Regions from separate parts of the Mus musculus genome. Here all the other regions are linked to region 4. A link is a contact called in public Hi-C and promoter capture Hi-C data. All regions are on one chromosome and are shown on one strand. Each heading gives the region's core, a stretch centred on a gene start, on an enhancer-like site or on the middle of the called end of the contact. The rest is flanking DNA. Distances are from core to core; before and after follow the strand shown. Region 1 holds the start of Slc4a1ap (solute carrier family 4 (anion exchanger), member 1, adaptor protein). Region 2 holds the start of Tacc3 (transforming, acidic coiled-coil containing protein 3). Region 3 holds the start of Zfp512 (zinc finger protein 512). Region 4 holds the start of Yes1 (YES proto-oncogene 1, Src family tyrosine kinase).

The links. Promoter capture Hi-C pulls out the DNA fragments that hold promoters and counts their contacts. Hi-C and Micro-C count contacts between places; a contact is called where the count stands out from the background.
Region 1: a promoter capture Hi-C map of liver shows a contact between it and region 4, with 10 times the contacts expected there. The contact joins the promoter of Slc4a1ap here to the promoter of Yes1 in region 4. A contact is called at or near these places in 10 of 39 promoter capture datasets (the 3T3-L1 cell line, 3T3-L1-derived adipocytes, the SN4741 cell line and 6 more), 8 of 115 datasets of contacts at active chromatin or transcription factors (the NIH/3T3 cell line, cardiomyocytes, embryonic forebrain and 4 more) and 2 of 9 other capture datasets (adipose tissue and pancreatic islet).
Region 2: a contact with region 4 is called in a Hi-C map of embryonic stem cells, with 11 times the contacts expected there. The contact joins the promoter of Tacc3 here to the promoter of Yes1 in region 4.
Region 3: a promoter capture Hi-C map of hippocampal neurons shows a contact between it and region 4, with 5 times the contacts expected there. The contact joins the promoter of Zfp512 here to the promoter of Yes1 in region 4. A contact is called at or near these places in 1 of 39 promoter capture datasets (hippocampal neurons) and 2 of 115 datasets of contacts at active chromatin or transcription factors (embryonic forebrain and pro-B cells).

Annotation. Positions count from the first base shown.
Region 1 is chr5:31,525,652-31,528,485 of GRCm38.p6, reverse strand. It overlaps Slc4a1ap (solute carrier family 4 (anion exchanger), member 1, adaptor protein), which reads right to left and starts at 1,491. Exons shown (of 14, transcript NM_001347328.1): 1 at 802-1,491; 2 at 248-443. The coding sequence starts at 1,464. It overlaps Supt7l (SPT7-like, STAGA complex gamma subunit), which reads left to right and starts at 1,724. Exons shown (of 5, transcript NM_028150.2): 1 at 1,724-1,871.
Region 2 is chr5:33,656,632-33,659,487 of GRCm38.p6, reverse strand. Tacc3 (transforming, acidic coiled-coil containing protein 3) reads right to left here and starts at 1,360. Exons shown (of 15, transcript NM_001040435.3): 1 at 761-1,360. Tmem129 (transmembrane protein 129) reads left to right here and starts at 1,511. Exons shown (of 4, transcript NM_026698.3): 1 at 1,511-1,865. The coding sequence starts at 1,661.
Region 3 is chr5:31,451,158-31,453,986 of GRCm38.p6, reverse strand. It overlaps Zfp512 (zinc finger protein 512), which reads right to left and starts at 1,551. Exons shown (of 14, transcript NM_172993.3): 1 at 1,410-1,551; 2 at 774-832. The coding sequence starts at 1,439.
Region 4 is chr5:32,609,656-32,612,588 of GRCm38.p6, reverse strand. Yes1 (YES proto-oncogene 1, Src family tyrosine kinase) reads right to left here and starts at 1,418. Exons shown (of 12, transcript NM_001205132.1): 1 at 1,214-1,418. It overlaps Gm10461 (collagen alpha-1(II) chain), which reads left to right. Exons shown (of 2, transcript XM_030254958.1): 2 at 537-2,933. The coding sequence ends at 1,365.

The DNA.
Region 1 (2,834 bases), core at 242-2,741, 1.1 Mb after region 4:
TCTCTCTCTCTCTCTCTCTCTCTCTCTTTCTGTGTGTGTGTGTGTGTGTGTTTAAATGATAAACGCAATAAGCAAATTACACGGTGAGAAAGAGGTGTATGTATAATGCCCATAATTCAACACTTTTACTCACTAAAGTTAATGACCCTGGGCTTGCAAATTACATTTACCCTACTTCAGCTGTAGGCCTTCTGAGCTGTATGATCAAAAGCACTTGAGGGTGCCACCTTCAGTAGTAGTTTCTTACCCATTCCCCACGTGCAGCCCAGCTCATCATCTTGACCACTTCTACTGCTCTTCCCTTCAGTGGTATTTGCTTCTTCTTCTTCATCTGAGTCTTCACCTAACATCTTCTTCTCCAATAATATCTGCTGCTGTTTACGCAATTCCTTCAACTGTGTTACTGTTAATTCAGATTCTGCCTCTCGGTCTTCCTCTGGTCCCTAATGAATCATGGGTAAAATATATACATATATGGATTCAGAAGTGAGAAAATTACTTTCTGAGACACAGCAACGTACACAGACCTGTGGGTCCAGAATGAGGCCTGTGCTTTTGTCATTGGTTACCAGAATCCTTTTACTCAACTAAACCTTAAAGAAACTCAGAATCGCCGGGCGTGGCGGTGCACGCCTTTAATCCCAGCACTCGGGAGGCAGAGGCAGGCGGATTTCTGAGTTCGAGGCCAGCCTGGTCTACAGAGAGAGTTCCAGGACAGCCAGGGCTACATAGAGAAGCCCTGTCTTGAAAAACCAAAAACAGTGAAGTCCCAAGATTTTTATTTTAGATTTTTCTACCTACCTGAAGGATAAAGAGCCGAGTGCTGCCTCCAAAGCGCATTACATGCCCGACGTGGACTCTACAGTAAGTGCGGGGTGGGATGCGAGTTTTGTTGAGGAACGTGCCGTGGGTACTTCCCAGATCGTAGAGATAAAAGCCCTGCTCATGACCCTCAGAGTCTCCGCTGGGATCCGCCCCCCGGTGCTGTAGTACAGCATGGTACCGAGACACGGAAGGATGCTCCAGACATATGTCACAACTAGCAAGTCTCCCGAAAAAGCAGCAGCTCGTGTCTTTCAAGGTGCGGGTGCCAAGGATGGTGCCACCCTTCAGGGTTTCGAGACTGTAGGGGGCCGTGGCTGGGCTGCCCCACGATGGCTCTCGGTACGGAGGAGCCCGGGTCGGACCGCCAGACGCAGGAGCTACCCGCGGGGAGCGGAGTTGCTCCACCGGTGGACCCCCGGTCTCCTGGCTGTCCGGCTGCGGTGGCGGGACCTCGGGCTCCTCACATCCAGAGTCCAGCTGCGCCGCGAGACATTCTTTCTTCACATCCTCAGAAACGGAGGGACTGGAGGCCGGAGCCTTACCCCGTACTGCGGAAGGCACTGGTAAAACCGGCTTCTTAAACTCGCTACTGACTTCCTGGGGAGCTGGCGCATCTAGCTGAGGGGTAGGATCAGCCATCCTTAGCCGGGTGCAATCTCAAAATGTGTCCCTCGGAAACCCCGACCCCTCGCTCTCTACGTTCCCGCTCACTTCTCCTCCTCCTTCCCACCTCCCTGAGGCTTCTCTGGACAGAAATGTTGGAGTTCCTCTTTCAAGACTCGCAGAGTTTTAAAGATGTGAATAGCACTAGGGAGTCACAATACCAGAAAGCGGGGAGAGGCTCTCAGAGTGCTGTGCAGGATACGGACATTTTAGGCGTTGCATGTAGGCTAGTAATAACTTCCTGTGGCAGAGGGCGATTGGGAAGAAGTGCTTCCGTGGCCTTGGTCCATTAATCAATAAACAAGGCTCCTAGGCTTGACCTAGTCCTCGACTCCGACCTGTCAGAGTCAGGCAGCCGCGTATACCACTCCTGGGGCAGGGCGGTGAGTATTTGAACTTTATTTTCTGGTTCCGGTCCAGAGCCACCCATTTTCCTGCTGCCTTGTAAATCAGACTTCCCAGGATCCTGTGGTCGGCGCCTAAGCCTAAGCCTCCAGATCCGGAGCAAGGAGTCCCTATCTGCAGCTCTCGAATTTATTCCTTTTATGAAGTTAGTAAAGAAGCAATTTATTATTGTTCATTCTTTTATTACTCGGAACAAAATATTGAGATAGCATGTTTAGTGGCTTAACAAACCTGAGCATCGAAACCTCTTTTCTTTTTTACTCTTTGTATTTATGATGTTGGCATGACCCTGGACAACAGCTTCCACATCTGAAAAATTGGAAATAGTAGTGTTAATTTGTCATAAAATTTATGGAAAATTGAACTAAGCCATAGTTAATATTATAACTCTTTGACAGAGGCCTGAAACTATACCAAGATGGCAGCCATAACAAGTGGGAGAATACAGATGAATAAGTCAACTAAAGTTAAGGTTCAGGGATAAAAGCAAATTCATGTAAATATACAAAGAAAGGAGATCTGTTGGGGGGAATGGTGATTTCAGGGATCCTAAAGAACAAATTCAAGTCTGATAAAGATGTAGAGGGTTCCTGGCAGAGGTCACAACTCAAAGGGTCAATTATAAAAATATCTCATGTTCTTGAGAAGCTGAGTGGTGGAGCTGGAGAGATGGTTCTGTGTGCTGCTCTTCGGTGGATCTGAGCTCCATTTCCAGTACCCACATCAGGGGAGTTCACAACCACCTCTAATTTGAGCTCCAGAAGGATCTGATGCCCTCTTCAGATATCCTTGGCACCTGCATACACATGGAACACACAAGCATATACTCAACCCCCAACAGACAACAAAAACGAATGTCTGTGAATGCATAGCCTGCCTGGTCTACAGAGCAAGTTCCAGGATAGCCAAGGCCTCAAAGGGAAACCCTGTCTCGAAATTAA
Region 2 (2,856 bases), core at 111-2,610, 1.0 Mb before region 4:
GTCTCTGAGGTGAAGTTTGAAGGTTGAAGGAGAAAGAAACATCTCCCACCTCGAACAGTGCATGGACAGAAGTGTACAATCAAGCGATCATGACTGGAAATATGCATTGCTGAACCAAATTGTATAGGTATAGGCATGAGGTCATTCTGGTAGCTAAAGTTGAGGAAAAAGGCCTTAGCCTTAAAGGACTCTGTTCAGAGAAGGATGCAATAGAGAAGGGAAACTTATCAGGACCATCTGGAGTTGGAAAGAAAGCGTTTCCAAGAGAAGCCATTTATTTTGAAGTTGTGGTCAGGCTGTACGGAAGGAGGACTTAGAGGCACAGACCCAGGAACAAGAAATATCCCTGGGTTCAGGAAGACAGACGACAGACAGAATAGTTTCGCAGAAAAGATGGAGTAAGAGACTTGGGGCGACGGATGTCCCTGGCTCTGAGACGCGATTCTCCTACACGACACGCTCGACCAGAACAGGAACCAGCACGGCCTCTTTGGAGGCCATCAACTGGGTCAGACCGAGATCACTGGCAGGCCGGCCTGCAAAGCCCAGCCCACGGGCAGGTTCCTGTCCTGCCTAGGAGGCTAGGTGCATCCCCTGAGTTTAGAACAGAGGAGGCTGGAGTGAGGGGTGGGTCCTCAACAAAGGGAGAGAGCGAAGCTGCGGAAGACAGGAACGGTAACTCAGCTCGCAGGAATCAAGTTCCGTGGGGCTGATCCCCACCCTGCGCCCGAGGGAAATAAAAAATCGCCGTTTCCCTTACCTGACTACGGTTGCCAAGCCCTGGGCCCGCGCGGACGCCCACCGCAAGGGAGGAGCGCCGTGCCCGCTTCGCGCTAAGAAAACGGAGCAGGAGAAACCCAGCCGAAGGAACCCCAACAAGGTCCGCTCTCGCAGTCCCGGAACGTCGTCCGCTACGCCCGCCCCAGATTCAAATACCGAAAGTTGGCGTTCCACAGCCAATCAGCGCGTTGGAGAAGAGGCTTCCGTAGAGCCACCTGTGGCCAATTGCAAGCCATACTGGTCCCGCCCTTCTTGCGCAGGGAGTTCCGCTTCCGGGACTGAGGGCACAGTGGGAGCGTTGGGGCGTATGGGAACTGTGGTCTAGCATCGGGGGCCGAGAGGGCTTGTTGGTAGCCAGTGACTGTGAGAGCCATCATGGCCCAGAAAATCTCATGGTCGGCCGCGAATGCGGTTGGAAACCAGTTCGCCCTGGCTCGGTTTTTCTCAGCTGTTAAATGGACCCAGTTGCAGTGTCTCCTCCGAGCTGTTTGTAAGGGAGAAGTTGAACCCTTACGGGGGGTGTCTGGGCGGCTCACAGCTTGTGGGTCAGCGTAGGGTCCGAGAACTCCCCACTCAGAATGCCGGGGGCGGCCTCGCGAGACTCTGACTCCCAGGGTGCCCTTCGGGTCAACCCAACAGGGAAATTGTCTCCCACAGTGCCCCGCGGGCAGCCTGAGGAGGGGACTCCATTTCCTAGAATGCTTTGCGGGTGCCTGGACAGGAGGCGCTCAGATTCGCAGGATGCCCCGCCAGTAGCCGGACTTGGACTCCGTTTCCCAGAGTGCCCCGCGGGCGATCTGACGGCGGTGGCTGCGGCAACAAACCAACTGTCCAGAACTGGACTCTCCTGCCTCTGCACGGCCCAGTGAGCGGTGGCGGGATGGACAGCCCTGAGGTGACCTTCACGTTGGCCTACCTGGTCTTCGCAGTGTGCTTCGTGTTCACGCCCAACGAGTTCTACTCGGCCGGGCTCACAGTGCAGAATCTGTTGTCGGGCTGGCTGGGCAGCGAGGACGCCGCCTTCGTACCTTACCACCTTCGCCGCACTTCCGCCACACTACTGTGTCACTCACTGCTGCCGTTAGGTGAGCCTCCTGTGTGCCGGCCGGTGGTTGGCGCTTAACCGGGCGCTTGGAGACTCCAAGGGTGAGGAACTGGAGCAGAAGCCGGTCAAGATCATGAACAAGCAAGCGGGATCTCTGCAGCCCTGGCTGTGAGCTGAGCGCTCTAGAGCACCATACGCTCTTCCAGTTGGGAGGCGGCGGCCCTGGCGCTGTCCTGCGAGTGGTGCTCGGGTGGGGCTAAGCTCCAGTCTTTGACATCACTGCGGCTGGAGTGCAGAATCGTTCAGCCTGCTTGCTATGTTGGACGATTTCTATAGGAAAGAGCTCCTGTTGATTTCATTACAACAGGGGTTGGAGAGATCCCAGGGGAAGGTGGGTGTAAGAAGAGCAGGCAGAGATGAAGACGGTCAAGGTTGGGAATGTTAATGGAGCGTTTCCTTTGCCGGGCTAGGTCTATGGCCCTGTCCAAGGCCATGGTATGTGGTGCCCCAAGTGCTAGTGGGACCTCGGAGAGGCCCATCTGTTGGCTGATTGGAGGAAAGGTTGGGGAAACTGCTGGAATATAGCAGTGATTGAAGTCTGGGATCCAGATGAAGGAGACCTTTGGAAGCTACAGGGACAGGGAAAGATAGATCTGGGAGAACACATGTCTGCTTGTCTGTCATACTTGCAGCTCTGGGCACAGGAATGATTGGTGTGAAGCAGCTGCTTAGGCTCCAGAGAGGCAGAGGCAGGTGTGGTAATAGAAACACTCAGATCTGTTTTGAGAAGAAGGAGGGTGGAGAGGACTCCTTTGGAGAACTGGAGATGGAGTTGGCATGGTCATGTAGTTTGGTTTGGAGACCTAGTTAGTACACTGCAAGGCATATCAAGAGTGTGGGGCTCTAAGGCAGGACTCCTGACCAAGGGCTGTCCAGTGGGCACTCCCATACCAGAACAAGGAACCCAAAGTTAATAAGCACAAGTCACTCAGGGAGGTCATATTGAGAGCAGACAGACGGTGGAGCTGTCT
Region 3 (2,829 bases), core at 302-2,801, 1.2 Mb after region 4:
CCCAGCACTCAGGAGACAGATGCCTGAGGACTACAAGTTACAGGCCAAGCCAAGTGTCACAGGGAATTTCCAGATAGTGAGCCCCTACCACAAAAAAACAGTTTTTTCCTATTATACTGTATTGTATTGCCGTGATTACCCAATTCATCTGTTGAACAGACAGCTCTGTTGTCATGCCTGGGTGCCCAACCTACTACACAGCTTGTTCAGAGCAGACATCCCGTAAGTGTTATCTAAGTGAATGAACTCACCCCGGAGGTCCAAGTTAATAAAATCTTTCTTTTGTGTTAGCCATGGCAAAACTTAGCACATTCATTACACAAAACAATAAATCAGGGCTGCAACCAAGTAGCTTAGAAATGTAAAGATTGCTTATAGCTGTTTTTATTTCCCTCCCCAGTCCATCAAATTAATTATGAGCACATATTTGATATGGGGGGCAGAGGCCACGCAGGAATACCACTAACTGAAACACACACTCCATTTTTATTAGACTGCATCTTTATTGCAAGCCAGGTTTTCTTTCCCCCACACTAGGATTTTATCTGCACTGTCCAATCCCGTAGCTACTACCTACAGATGGTTATTGAAGTTTTAGTCCATTAAAATGAAATAGAATTTGTAATTCGGTTCTTCAATTGTACTAGCCACATCTCAAGTGCCCCAAAGCCATACCTGTCTGGTGGCTATGATGCTCCACAGTGCAGACACAGAACATCTTTAGCAGCACTGTCTACACCATTACAAAAATGTCCTCAGAAAACCTCACTTACTTCTTAGCTCCCACGATCCTGGTGCTCCTCTGCTGCTTAAGGGATGTGGGTCCCGGGGTCTAGCAAATCACAAGCACAGGAGTGAGTGCTAGGGACCTTTGAAGCTCATCCGCAAAGAGATGAATCCCCCTTGTGCCTAGATGTGAAGCTGTCCCGAGCAACTACTTCAAATGGACTGAAGGAGACACTTTTTAGGAAACCTGTGCCATTCTATTTATTCACAATGTAAAGACGGGTTGACAATACCAGAGTTTTCATCTTTGTCCATTCTCAAAACCCTATCCTAGATAGAGGCTTGAAAAGAAAAGACGAGGAAAAAAAAAATATATATATGATATATACATATGTATCATATATATATTAAAAGAAACGGGAGGCACTGGGGATGCTGAAGGAATATAAATAATTACAATGTGTCGAGGAACTCAGTCCAAGGATACGAGGACTAAGCAATAAAAATAAAAATGGGAAGAAAAAAGGCGGTAAGTGGATCTGATATAAAAGGGTGGGGCCTAGGATTGGCTCCGGAAAAAAAAAAAAAAAACAACTCTGAGTACAAAACAAAAGCAAAGGACCGCGTGTTCTCAGCTCGACAGTTCTATTTCTAAAGTATAATGGTCACACCAAGAAACTCACGGCGGTGACTGCACCGAGTCTGGAAGACATCACTCCCCCTCCACGCCTAACAATTTCACCCAAGGGCTCCGGACAGACCAACGCCACTTCCGCTCTCCTCGCCTCTCCCGGATGTGGTCTCAGCGGCGACTAACCCTGTTCTGAACACCTACTTCCGCCTAGCTGCTTCCGAGGGGGCTGCGGCGGGAAAGGAGTCACGTGATAACTCTTCTTCGGCTTCCATTGAGACCCCGCCCCCATAGCAACAAGGGAGTAGGCAGGCCTTTGGGGCGTGAAGGTTGGAGCAAATGGGAGGAGTCTGAATATTTAAGGGGTCCTCCCGAACTAGCGTTTGCACACCTACTCCCACCCATCCCACAAGTGGTTTTACAGATGCAAACGAAATTCAAATCGCCCCTTTATTGATCTTAAATTAAAGACCCATTCTCTTCTCCTTCCCTCCCAGATATCTCTTTCTTTGCTCAGGTGAGGGACAGAACTCTCCTTATCCACTAACTTCTGGCCTCCAAACTTGTCTAGCTTTTGGATTTTTTTTTTTTTTTTTTTTTTTGGTGCGGTCCCTGAAAGACATGAACACTTTAGCCAAGTTACATCTGGATCTCTCCAGCGGATGAGTCTGGAACAATGCCTGTTCTTAGAAGAAGTGGGCTTGATCCAGAACTATGTCCTTTCCAACCAGAGGGAACGGAAAAGGATCTTTCAGAGAAATTACCATGGCTCCTTTCTGAATGACTGCCCAGTGACGTCCACGAGAGACTGAGATGGCTCGTTTTTGAGGGACTGAGGCATCTCAGAGAATAGAGAGTCTGCTGACTCCTCCCTGAAAGACTGTGTAGACTCTTCTTCACAGAAGGAATGTGCCCTCTTCTCTCTAGAAGTCTACAAGGGCTTCTCCCTGAGGGACTGTGAAGGTTCCTTCCTGAGGGACTACAAGGGCTCCACCTCAAGTGACTTCTAGGGCTCTTCCCTGAAGGACTTGGAAAGCTACTCCCTGAGGGATTTTGAGGACTTCTCCTTGAGGAACTGTGGCCTCTCCCCTTAAAGAGACTGTTATGTCTTCTATCAAAGAGCTATGATAAGTTCTTACAGAGGAACTAAGACTGTTTCTCTGGGAGGGACTTTAATGACTCTGATTTCATCAAGGAAGTAAACTCAGCCCCGGTACAAGAGACAGACACATGCTCAGTGACTTCCTGGAATATGTCGCTGAACTTTGAACTAGTTTTCTTGACTCCCAATCTACTACCAGAGTATTGCTGGATTATGGAAGATGTTGAGCAGAGTGTTGACATCGTTAAAGGCATTCTTTTCTCATTACTGTGACATAAAATATGTCTCTGAATATAGTTTTTAACCACTGAAGTCTGAGAAACAGTCCTTGAAACCCTTTCTAGCAGGCTTTGAGAAAATACCATTAGTT
Region 4 (2,933 bases), core at 169-2,668:
GAAGAACAACTTTCCTACAGTTGTATTCTCTCTCATATATGTTGCATATAAGAACTTTGGCTTTTAATTTAACACTCCCTATCTGCCCACTCAAAATGTTTCTAGTCCACACCATTGTGCTGGTTAATAGAGGTAGCACACATTTGGCCTTAAATTGAGTCACACATGCACACTTAATAACATTTTCATTAGTGAGTAATTTAAATTTAGAAATTTAACAGGATGTTTAAACTCACTTTCAATTGCCAATTTTGGTCAGTAATTTTACACGAAATACATGAATATACCATACCGAAATATCCTGTGAAATCACATGTAAAAAACACAGCTGTGGAACACACAAGAGAGGTACAAAGTTATGTTTCAACTGCATACTTTTCGTTTATTTACTTTGATAACTGTCATTTCCACTGCTGTTCCAATCACTTATGCAAAGAATAACTACATCAAAACTACGCTATGCCCCATTCACAATCCCTATACCAGAAACGATATTCCCACTTTTTAAAAACAACTCTTTCTCAAGCCCAATAAAGCAAAAGCTGGAAGCAATTATCAAGAAGCAAAACACAAACAAAATTTTCGTTGACACAGGAGGACAGAGAACCGAACTCACGGGGAGGCGGAGTGGCAAGGCACTTAAAAGTGGCCGCTGATTGTAACACGTCCCAACACCCTCAAACCCAAACAAAGGAAAACTTTATAAACAGGTCGTGGTTTGCAATCAAACCAAGTACAACCCGCCGCTCACCCGCTCGCTCCACGAGTTCCACTCCTCGCTCCAGACAGTTGCTGCGGGCGTCCGGCGACACAGACCTCCAGCCGCTAGGACGAGAAGGGGCCGCTGCCCTACCCTCTGGTCCTCATTCGGGAGTGACCCCACGTCCTTTGGGGTGGAGGGTGCAGCGGCGGCACCACATAGGCTGGACCACTATCCGGACTCCCGCAGAATCGGGAAGTACTGGACAGGGCGGAGACCGAGGCACTGGGCAAGCAGGTAGTGAGCCCAGGAGACGAGACACTCACGCCCGCCAGCCAGACCGCGGGAGGGGAGAAGTTTCTCCTCAACTTCCAGACTCCGGGACCAGTAGGCGGACAGCGGCAGGGGCGGCGGCGCCTCGAGAAGCCCGGGAGCAGGAGGGTGGATGCCGAGGCCTAGAGCTGCCCGGTCCGGGTCAGCTGCCTACGTCGCGAGGCCACGCCGCGAGCTTACCTGAGTCCGGCCGCACTCGCACGGGTCGCCGCGGGGAGAAGGCGGCCGGCCGAGGTGGACGCCCGCGGGTCCCTCTCCCTTCTCCACCTCCAGGTCGCGGGGCGCCAGGAGGCAGCGACGGCGGCGCAGCCGGCCCGGGACGCTTTACTTGAGGAGGAGGGAACTCCCGGACGCCCGCACCCCGCGGCCTCCCTCTCTCCTCCTCTCGCCGCCGGCCCCGCCCCTCCGCTCCGGATCGCGCGCGGGGCGGGGGTTGCGGCTACCTGCGCGCGCCCGCTCACCGGAACTCGCGCTCTGCTGTCTGCTGGGAGCGCCTTCCGGCGCGGGAGCTCTGCGCGGGGTCCGCGGGCCGCTGGGAGGCCCGGCCGTGTCGTGCCTGCCGGCCCAACATGGCGCCAGGGGTCAGGCGTGCTCCCGAGGGGGCGTGAGGAGAAAGCAGCAGCGGCATGTGGTTCCCTGCCTTGCCCGCACGCCGACTACCGCAACGGGCGAAGCGGGGCTCCGCCTGGCTCACCGAAACACTGAGGGGTGTGGGGCTTTGTTTTCGGAGGGTGATCGGGGTTGGGGTTCTTTGGAGAAAGGTTGACTGTTCATTTCTCAGCTTTGTGCCTCCGCACCCTTTGTCACTGATAGTAAAATCACAGTCGAACCGCGTGAGCCATCAGGGCAGTGCTGACACCTTGGTTCTCGTCTGGCCGCAGAAGCTTCCTGTTGACTGTAGGTCGAACCAGCCTTGCCGCGCGAGTAGAACCGAACCTGAGTTGTGTTGGCAATTCTCCCAGGAATGGTGGCTCTCACTTAGAGTGGGACAGCATTGTATTTGATCCTCGTAATAGGGAACCCGGACAGGCACTGTGACTCTTCTTGACAGCTATGAAAGCTGACGTTTGGGCCCCTTGAAGTGAAGAAGTCAAGATGAAAGGTTTTTTGTTTGTTTTCCCTCCGAAGGCCTTGCATCGTTTTTTCTGCTTGCCTTGTAGAAAAAGGAAGGGTTTAGGAGGAACTGAGGTACAAGATTGAGAGGGTCAAAAGACAATCTAGAAGTACTCCTGCTAAAGGCACGTCTGCCTTATCACACTCTTAATTTCCCTTTTGTATTTCCTCTTTGGTGGGGTTATTCGAAGTATTAATGTGGGACTGTTGGTTTCCTTTGTGGTTTTCAGAGAAATTCAGCATCATCTTTGACATATCAACTCCGTCAGTAGTCTGGTACTTTAGCAACTTAAATGCACACAGCTTTAAAAAGTTTCTTCAGAGAAAGGAATGGGAATCCACATGAACAACTATGTGTGATGTAGCGCGGTGCTTTATTTTGCCATTGACTGGTGCATTAAGGGGTTTTTTTGTTTTGTTTTGTTTTTTTTTTTTTTTTGTTTTTTTGTTTTTTTGTTTTTCTCTGTATAGCTCTGGCTGTCCTGGAACCCACTTTGTAGACCAGGCTGGCCTCGAACTCAGAAATCCCCCTGCCTCTGCCTACCAAGTGCTAGGATTAAAGGCGTGCGCCACCACCGCCCAGCAAGTTTTTTCTTGAAACTAGAACGTTAGTTACTTGAGCTGTTGCCTTTCTAAACCTACAGATAAAATAGAAATATATTTGTGACCCTAAACTCTCCCAATTTAAAAGACAACAAACAAAAACCCTCTCAATGTTAGTCTAACCTGTTTTGAATTTGTTTTATATTTTATTTTGTTTTACTTTGCTTGCTTTTTTGAGACAGAG